2 separate regions of the Rattus norvegicus genome follow, and region 1 is linked to region 2. Evidence: chromatin contacts called from public Hi-C data. All regions are on one chromosome and are shown on one strand. Each heading gives the region's core, a stretch centred on a gene start, on an enhancer-like site or on the middle of the called end of the contact. The rest is flanking DNA. Distances are from core to core; before and after follow the strand shown.

Evidence for each region. Hi-C and Micro-C count contacts between places; a contact is called where the count stands out from the background.
Region 1: a contact with region 2 is called in a Hi-C map of Schwann cells, with 2.1 times the contacts expected there. The contact joins the promoter of LOC120103562 here to the enhancer-like site in region 2. A contact is called at or near these places in 1 of 12 Hi-C or Micro-C datasets (Schwann cells) and 1 of 1 datasets of contacts at active chromatin or transcription factors (oligodendrocytes).

Annotation. Positions count from the first base shown.
Region 1 is chr6:104,532,763-104,537,243 of GRCr8, forward strand. It overlaps LOC120103562 (60S ribosomal protein L39-like), which reads left to right and starts at 2,158. Exons shown (of 1, transcript XM_063262771.1): 1 at 2,158-2,772. The coding sequence starts at 2,298. The coding sequence ends at 2,567.
Region 2 is chr6:104,289,652-104,294,309 of GRCr8, forward strand. All of the region lies in intron 8 of Rad51b (RAD51 paralog B), which reads left to right. Among named protein-coding and RNA genes, the nearest start is that of Atp5pdl1, 140 kb to the right of the region's middle. Within about 2 kb of position 1,775, at least 15 of the 93 cell types and tissues checked have an H3K27ac peak or open chromatin away from gene starts, as enhancers often do. A contact at or near this core is called in Schwann cells, where this site is marked.

The DNA of each region.
Region 1 (4,481 bases), core at 908-3,407, 240 kb after region 2:
CCAGACTCTCATGTGGGATCGCTCCCTAGCCCCTCAGCTTCCCTTTTCTTCCAAGCGTTTCTGATTCTTGATGCTGTTGTTTGGTTTGTGTTGAATGCTTCTCTCAGCTCTGATTGTTGCTGTCTCTCAGTGCCTAGAGGCTTCCCTGCCACTTTTGGTGCTGAAGAATCAACACTGCGGGTGTTGCCTGAATACTGAAAGGCCCTGTGATGTCAGAGCAGCAACAGGGTGAGAGAAAAGGCAGCCAGAAAGCCAAAGGGAGGGGGGGGGGCTGAGAGATGGTGGCCCGCATGATTCCCCTAGGCAAGGGGAAGAGAGAAGAATGTGCAAAAGTGGAGGAATGCAGTTGCAGCATGAAGGCAGTGAGATTATTGTGTCAGCAACATTTGGATCCCATTGGTGAGGAGAGACATGTGGGCCCAGCAAGGAGACAATTGTGGTAGTCAAGACAGGATGTGAATAAGACATAAAGAACTGTTTCATCAGTGGGGATGGAAAAGAGCAGGGCCGTGGGGCTAACAGAGGGAGCAGGGAGGGTCGGCCTGGCATTCACACTCGCCTCCTCTCATGCGTCCTCAGTATGTCTCTATGTGCACACCTGCACACACAGGCCACCCACAGAGAGCATGCACTCAAAGCCCCATGTCACATTCTAGCCTAGTCGCAAGTCCCGTGATCTACTTCATGTTTTTTCTCTTGTTGGCTTCTGACCATAGAGTGTAGAACTGGGAAGAACAGGGAGCAGAAACTGGAGAAGGCTGTGCCTTCTCTGGTACCAGGTCAGATTCTGGCTACTGGAGAGAGAAAGGCCTCGGAGAAGTCACAAGCTCTGGGACAGAAAGGAGAGAGCAGACGGGTGAAGGAAGACTCGGGGAGGGGAGAAAAGCCCTTCTGTGAACTGGGCAGGGTGACTGTTAGCTAACATCCTAACTCATGCTCGCACATGTGTGGGCCACATGAAGGGTCTATAATTGAGACTGGGGCCTGCAGGAGGCAGATGGGCTTCTTGCAAGGAGTCGGTGGGGACATGCTTGGGAATCCAGTGGAAACAGGACTTTATTTTTAAAGGGCCTTAAATTGATGTCTACTAACCTAAATATAACTGAGTGGCCTTCTCCCCAGCCAGGCCAGACTTCTGAACAAGCTCCAAGACCCTACCTAGGAAGAGAAAAATGAGAGAGAGAGAGAGAGAGAGAGAGAGAGAGAGAGAGAGAGAGAGCGCCACAGATGGAAAAGGTCACACAGTTAGCCCTCTGGGTGTGCTGGGGGAGGGAGATGGATGAACTGGTTGTAGACACACTGCATTCCCCCGTGGCCTCACACTCAAGAAAGAAAGATTGACGACTGCTGGGCAGTGGAAGAGGGGAGCCAGCACCCACTTTATATCTAGAGTCTGCCTGGCAAACACTTAAGGCCCAGGCTTGAACTCAGCCAACAGTCCAGTGAGAGGGGAGGGAGGTTCCACAAGCATAGATGTTACATGCAGGACAACAACCAAGGGACAAACAACCAACAGACCTGTATGACATTTAAATGGAAGGTTTTGAGCAGAGAGGATCCACTCTGCCTGCTGGGCTGGAGAACCTGAAAAGTCTTGCCGTCAAAGATGGGCCTTAAAGGACAAGGGCAGAAAAGGAGAAAAAAAAACAGCAGGAGGGGGCAGGATGCTTTTGGTGGGGGAGGGGAGGGAGGTGGAGGCTTCTAAGTAGTCAGATTACACTGGAGTGCAAGAATGTGTGAGTGAGTAGGAGGGAGAAGCTTGCAGCCCCAGGGCTCCAAGCCTCTCTAAAATATGTCTTTGAGTCTGTAGGTAAACAGAGGCCATGGAAGGGTTAGGGCAGGGGAAGAAGTCCACATAATCACATCCATTGACAGAAGGTTGATTTGGTAATAAGGTACAACACAGAGCTTCCCAGAGGCAAGGAAAAGCCCAAGAATGCCCAGGTGAGGGAGATGTCCAGTGAGGCTAGCTACTGTATCAGACCCTCACGCCTCAGGGCCACGGCACAGTGGACATTTCTTTTCCTTTTACACTTAAAGCTGTGGTGTGAGGCTGAGGCAGTTTAGGATCCAGAAAAAAAGGAGCCTCCTTCATCTTCAGCTTGAACCGACACGCATCTGGCACAGAAGTCCTGGACTGCACGGGAAGGTTTCATGAAATGGATGCTCCACTGAGAGCACTCACATGGCCTCGGCCACATGCACTGAGGGCTGGGTTGAAGGGTGCTGTAGTTCAGATACCTAATGTTTCCTTAAGAAGCGTATGTTGAAGATTTTGGTCCTTGACTGCCCAGAGAATGACCTACAAGAGCCACACTTCAAGCTGTGAACGAGCGTGTCTATTAAGAATGAAACAGCTTTTCTCCTTTCCTCCGACATCATGCACACTACGCCTGGTTCGGCTTCTCGCCGTGTCTTCTCACAAGACCTTCAGAATCAAGCGATTCCTAGCCAAGAAACAAAAGCAAAATCGTTCTCTTCCTCAGTGGATTCGGATGAAAACTGGTAACAAAATCAGGCACAACTCTAGGAGGAGACACTGGGGAAGAGGGAAGCTGGATCTGTAAGGATCCACACAATGAAAAGACTGAGAGTTTATACTCATTGTGGTTGTCAATCAGTCCTACCAGATGGATTTCAACATTTTTAACCTGAGACTTGTGTCTAGATTAGGGTGCTTGTCCAATAATAAAATTTAGAACTTGTCAAACTGAAAAAAAAAAAAGAATGAAACAAGTCAGAGTAAAAGAGGAAGAAGGGGAGGAGGAGAAGGAGGAGGAGAAGAGGGAGGAGGAGGAGGAAGAGGGGGAGGGAGACAGAGAGACAGAGACAGAGAGATAGCATCATCAAATCTTAGCCGGTACTCAAGCATCCAACAGGAACTTGGGAAGCTGAGGCAGTCAGCTAGAGTTCTCAGCTAAGCTCTCTCCATGGGTGAGCTCCTTCCCCTTTTGCACTGCAGGTATTTTTAATATCATGAAGTCAACAACAGATCCCTCTGTTGGAACTGACTTACCTTCTAGCTGCTTTCAAGGACACAGAGTTTACAGTGTTTGCCTGATTGTTCATTCTTTTCCCTCACTGTCACAGAGTTAAGCAGCCCACCCTGAGACAAGGGCATTGGAGGACATTTTGAGACAAGCATGCTTGGGTTTGAAATGGGATGAGGGACAACCATGCACCATGCACATAGAACCAAATGAAAATTTACCAGTATAAAGCACCTGGCCATAGCATTACTGGGAGGTGGTAGAATGTTTAAGAGGTAGGGCCTAGGGCGAGAATGTAGCTCTTTTGAGAGAATGTTTCCCTGTCAGACAGGAAGCTCTGGGTTGGATCATCAGCACAGCATAAGAATGTGGTGGCTTTTCCCAGTGATTCCAGCACTCAGAATGTTGAGACAGGAGGATCAGAGTTCAAGGCCAGCTGGGGCTGCGTAGATCCTGCTTCAAGTATACATAGTAGACTAGAATAGGAAAAAAGAAAACCGGAAGTGGTAGAGACTGGTGAAAGGAAGTTAGGAAGGTGAGGATATACCCTTGAAAAGAACATGGGACCTTCTGAGTCACTGCTGTGTTTCCTCTCTGTCCCCTCCAGTTATTTCATTTCCCTGACTCTTCCTCCACCTAACTCCACACACACAGAGAGACCCCACTCCTAACCTTTACCATCATCTCTGTGACCAGAATACTTCTTCAGAGCTCAGACGTCTTACAGCAGAGATGACCAGAGTGTGTGTGTTAGTCTGATGACACTGATTCTATATGGCCCCAATAGTGACTATATATACTCACACCAACTGTGTACATATGCACCCCACATGCCAGACCAATGCTAATGGGGTTGATTTCAAATCCTCTTGTTCATTGCTGGTATACAGAGAGGCAGGTTACAGTATTGTTTTAACCTTGTATCCTGTAACCTTGTAACCATGTGTGGGTTCTAGTCAACTCCATTGGATTTTCTCTATGACTCATGTCACCTGCAACAAAAATAACTTTATTTCTTCCTCCCTAATCTGCGTGCGTTCTATTTCCTTTTCATGTCTTAACACATTCCCTATGACTTCTAGTAGTGTTGAAAAGCAGTGGGCTGGGCTTCTTTTGTTCCTTCTCTTGGTTAGGAAGCTTTGAGCTTCTCATCAGTAAGTAAGATGTTGGCCATGTGGTTTTTTTGTAGACATCTTTTCAAGCTGAGGAAATACCCCTGTGTTCCTAATTTACAGAATGTTGGAGAGAGGGGTCAGGAATAAAGTGTTAGACTGTTTGCTTGTTAATTGGCTAGTGAGTGGGTTGAGTGTTTGGTTGGTTGGTTGAGGGCGTCATGTATATCCCAGTCTGACTTCAAACCTGCTACAGTCAACTTCTGATTCTCCTGCTTCTACCTCCCAAGTGCTCAGATTACAGAAGTGTTCTACCATGGCTTGTTTTTATGAGTGCTACAGAGGACACCCCAGACTTTATGAATACCAGGTAAGCACT
Region 2 (4,658 bases), core at 525-3,024:
GGTAAACATTTGTTGAAGGCATTAAGGCATTAGGTAACTGAAACACAAGAGAATTGTGGGCCTTATATTGGCTTGGAGAGTCTTAATCTATAAATATGGTAGGGTTGCTGAAGTGTTGACACTGGCTTAAATGAAAGTGACCAAGTTGAAAATACGAGATTAACGTTGGGGGAGGGGTTGAGAAATTATGCTTCCAGCACATTGTCGAGGTTCTGGTTCTTAATATGGAGGAATCCTGGCTACTCCTGAACAGAGACAGAAACCTGCTCATTTCATACATATCCACCGCAGAGCTAATGGAGAAGCCTAAGGAGCTTTATGAACTGTAAGGGTATTATTATTTTATGGCTCATATGGTTGTTCGCCTAAGTCTCTTGGTAACACCCATTTTCCCTGGCCATAGTTTTGGAGACACTTAGGACCATTCTGCCTCTGTGTTTGTGTCATAAACTTTCTTACCCCCTTACGATGAAGAGCACAGCAGTATTTGGTTGACCACCTACTTTGTGCTTTGTGTTCTGGAGTCTTTTATTAAGCTTCACAGGGTCTTTAGCAGTGGATAGCATCAGGTAAGAGAAGAATAGCACCATGTCCTGGCGCCAGGACAGTTTTCGGGACTTTCCTAATGATCTAATGCTCTCTGTTGGGGACACATTGCATAAGTACAGGAGAGTCCTTGGAGAAGCCACAGCACCTGCCAACACCTCAGACAGGGATGTAAGTTAAAGGATGCCCCAGCTTTCAGACACCCCCTCTTACCAGAAGTTCGCTAAACACAGCTGTTAGGGAGAGTGAGCCCGACAGCCTCAGTCAGTCCTCTCATCAGACGGCAATCAAAAGTTGCTTGCTAAAACAGTGGGGCTGAAAACACTCTTGGCAGTTCCAACAGCCAGTGGTAAGAACAAGCTTTCTTTCCTTGCAACAAGTACATTATCCAAGGGCCAGAAGTGCTCAAAATCATTGATTGGCTAATTATAAGTAACTCAAGGGCCGTAATGTTTCAGTCCCTCTGTGGGAATATTTATAAGTGTTCAAGTTCAGCTCAGATAAAAGAGAGGAACCCCACCCAAGGAAACTGCAGGGGAAAGTCTGGAATGTAGATGGCATGGGATGTTGCCAGTCTGAAAGAAGAAGGTTCAATATATCACTGGGTTTTACAAACTTTGGAAAACAGATTCCCTGTGTCCCCCCAGCTTTCAGTGGGATGTAAAGCTAGAGGCTTTCCCCTTACTCACAGTAGAAAGTCTACCCTATTTTCTTAGGAAGGGGAGCGGTTGCTTTAGCACTCTGGCGAGATTCCCAACATGAACAGGGTGGCCCGATTAAAACAGGCCTGTGGATGCTTCTGCGTGAGGGAAGGGGTTAGCTGTAAAGCACCATGTGTATGTGGGTGTTTAATGGATATGAGCTGATTAAATTGGCCACCCTGAATTATAACCTCATACCTCTGGAGCTCCTCTCTGGCTCTTAGCTCAGGACCATATTCTTCAGACTTTCTGCCCGAACTTGTTAGGCAGAAATGCTTCCTCTTAAAGCTGCTTGTGTTTTTTGCCCAACTTTTCTTTGTTTCAAAGATGCGCAAAAGAATATGACCATAGGAGTCCCTTCCCTTCAAATACAGGCCCAGCTGCAGTGACGGCAGCCACACCCACGGCACTTCCCCTCAAACCTGCTGCCTCCATCTGTTTCTCCGTCTCTGGACTAGTACAAAGCCAGTGTCTGTCTGGGACAGATAGTGAGCTGATAGCAGACAGAGGAGGCCTTGTCTAAAGAAGGAAAAACTACTGTTCTAGAAACCGGGCGACCTAGCTTTCTGGCTGGATTGTGCTAAGAGCCATCTGTGTGGTTAGGAGAGTCCTTTGTTCCTTCACCCATAAAAGGCAAGGGTGAGACAAAAAAAAAATCAATATTTCTCAAATTGTGGGCTCTGGATTCTTGGGGTCTGCACGTTCTATGAGATTTTTTATGCTCTTACCACCAAAGTTTTTTTTTAATTATAAAGACAGTATAATTAACAATTGAAAGACACTGCAAAAAATAAATATTAATTTCTTAAACTGATGATTCTGAAACTTATGTAACATTTTCTGGAAGTTTCTTGGTGTATAATGGGAATCTCAAATAGTTATTTTTTAAAAGGACTCCATGAATCAATCAATGAAATTTAAGATAAAGCAAAACATCTTAGTTTCAAGTTTTTTCTTCTCACTGTGGTGTGCTTAACTCTTTCAGCGTGTGGGCTTCTTCTGTTTTTACAATCAAGATATTTTCTCTTTCACCAGAATTGTACACGAAACTGTAAAGAGTGTGTTTCTTACAAAGGCTGCTTTTCCCTTTAAGATTCAGAGCACTGGGCTGAGGACATAACTCACTGGGTAAAGTACTTGCCACACGAGTATGAGAACCCAAGTTCAAACCTCCAGAGTCCATGTAAATCTGGTACTGGAGCACCTGTCTGTGATCCTGGTGCCCCTACATGGACCTGGGAGACAAGAGAATCTCTGGGAACTCACGGGCTACTGACCTGGTATTTGAAGCAGGGAAGGGCAGAGACCCTGCCTCAAACAAGGAGGAAGACAAGGGAGGACAGATCTTCAGGCCTCTGCTTGTGCCATAACACACATACATCCTCATACACACACACACACACACACACACACACACACAGAGAGAGAGAGAGAGAGAGAGAGAGAGAGAGAGAGAGATTCAAAAGGCTGGAGAGATGATTCAGTGTTTAAGAACACAAGTTGCTTTGCTTCACTTCGCTTTGCTTTGCTAGAGGACACAGGTTCGGTTCTTAGCACCCACATGGTGGCTAACAACCAATTAATATTCCATTTCTGAGGGACCCAATGCCTTCTTCCTGCCTCTTCAGGTAAATGCACATAATGTATAGAATACACTCAGAAAAAAAAAAAAACACTCATGTAGATTTAAAACAAATCAGAGCATTTAAGCCATTTTTAATCAATTTTGTCAACTGGGACTACCTTTATTTTCCAACCCTTATAAACCTAAGATTAAATTTATTTGTACATTTTAAATCAGTTTACAAAATGCATTTGTATATACTATCCATCCATCTTTTATTTTGTGTGCACATGTGTGGGCATGGTGCACATATGGAAGTCAGAAGACAACTTATGGGAATTAGTCACCACCGTATTCTATCATGTGAGTCTTGGGCATCAAACCCAGGTCCTCAGACTTGGTGGCAAGAGCCTCTATGACTGAGGCATCTCACTGACTTCATCCCTTTTGATTTTTCAGTAGACATTGTCTGGTAAATAGATCAAGTAGCATGATGCCCATTATAGAAGGAAGGATAAGCCTACCATAAAAAACACCTGCTGTTTTCTGATTCATTCTCCCCAATGAAGCTTCCCAGGTATCTGTTAGGCACTCTACTTCGATGAACCAGGGTTACTTGTTTCAGGAAATAGTGACTGGAGCTTCTCATTCAAGGATAGCCTGACATTGCCAGGTGTCAATCACATGGCATCAGTACTGACTTAGAGAGTCTCAGCCCAGTTCCTGGTATGAACAGGTACTCTGTGTTTATTGAATGTTAAGTGAGTAAATGAACGGGAGGATTTTTTAAAACTCAATCCTTCTGCCTGGGGTTGCATGCCTCTGCAATCCTATCACTCAGGAGTCAAGGTCAGTAAGAGTGTCTGAAAACCCAAACCAACAAAATCTTTCTAATTAAGGTCTGTGAACTGGAGGTCATTTTTTTCCTCACAGACTTTTCCAAGTACTAAGTCAACAGGATTTGCTCAGAGTCTTTCAAGTGCTTTGAGGGGAAAGTAGGGAATTGATGAGAAATGGTGGACTGACAGACCAACATAGGAAATCCCCTTTCTGGCTTTCTCTACCTTTCCATCCAGGGCTGAATGGTCTTCCAAGGGAAATGGTATCATTTTGCCAGGGACCGAGTGAAATTGTCACTCCCAGGGAGAGGAGAGGTATGACGGGGTGTGAAGAGTAAGGAGCTGGTAGCCAGGTGTACCCCATGGGCAGATGGGTTGGAGAGCAGAGGAGCTGGTGAGAAGACTGTGGCTCCAGCCAGAACATGTCGGCATGCAAAGGAGAGAGGCTTCATCTGCTTCTCACATAGTGTGGTTTGGCTACTTTCCCATTACTTCCCGGGAGAACTTTTAGTGACCAGAGACATCGTATTTAATCAAGATGGTTCTTGCTGAACTGGTAAGTTAGGCTCCCATGGGTTTGGTGGAGTTATAGCAGGGCGAAGAGAGAGGCTGCTCTTCACAAGTGGATCCACTCCCTCTCTTCCGCTGTTGGCGACTGCTGCAGTGTCTATAAACAGGCAGTGTCCTCACATACTCACAAATGCCACTTATTGCCGTGTGACTGCATTGTCTGTGGAAGTGGCCTGCCTGGAAAAAGTGACTCCATTTCATTTTTCTGTACTCGCTGTTCCTGGAACCACATCCTAAATCCCAAGCTTCTATTTTGCTGCCATTCTCCGAAGTTGCCTTTTTGTGGAAGCCTTGGGATAATCTAAAGAGTTTTTTTTTTGTTGTTTTTTTTTTTGTTTTTTTTTTTTGTTTTTTTTTTGTCATAAGTCATGCCTCCAACTAGCTGCTGGGAACTCCATAAGATGGCCTGCTTTTGCTTGGTCAACAAAGAGGTGACTT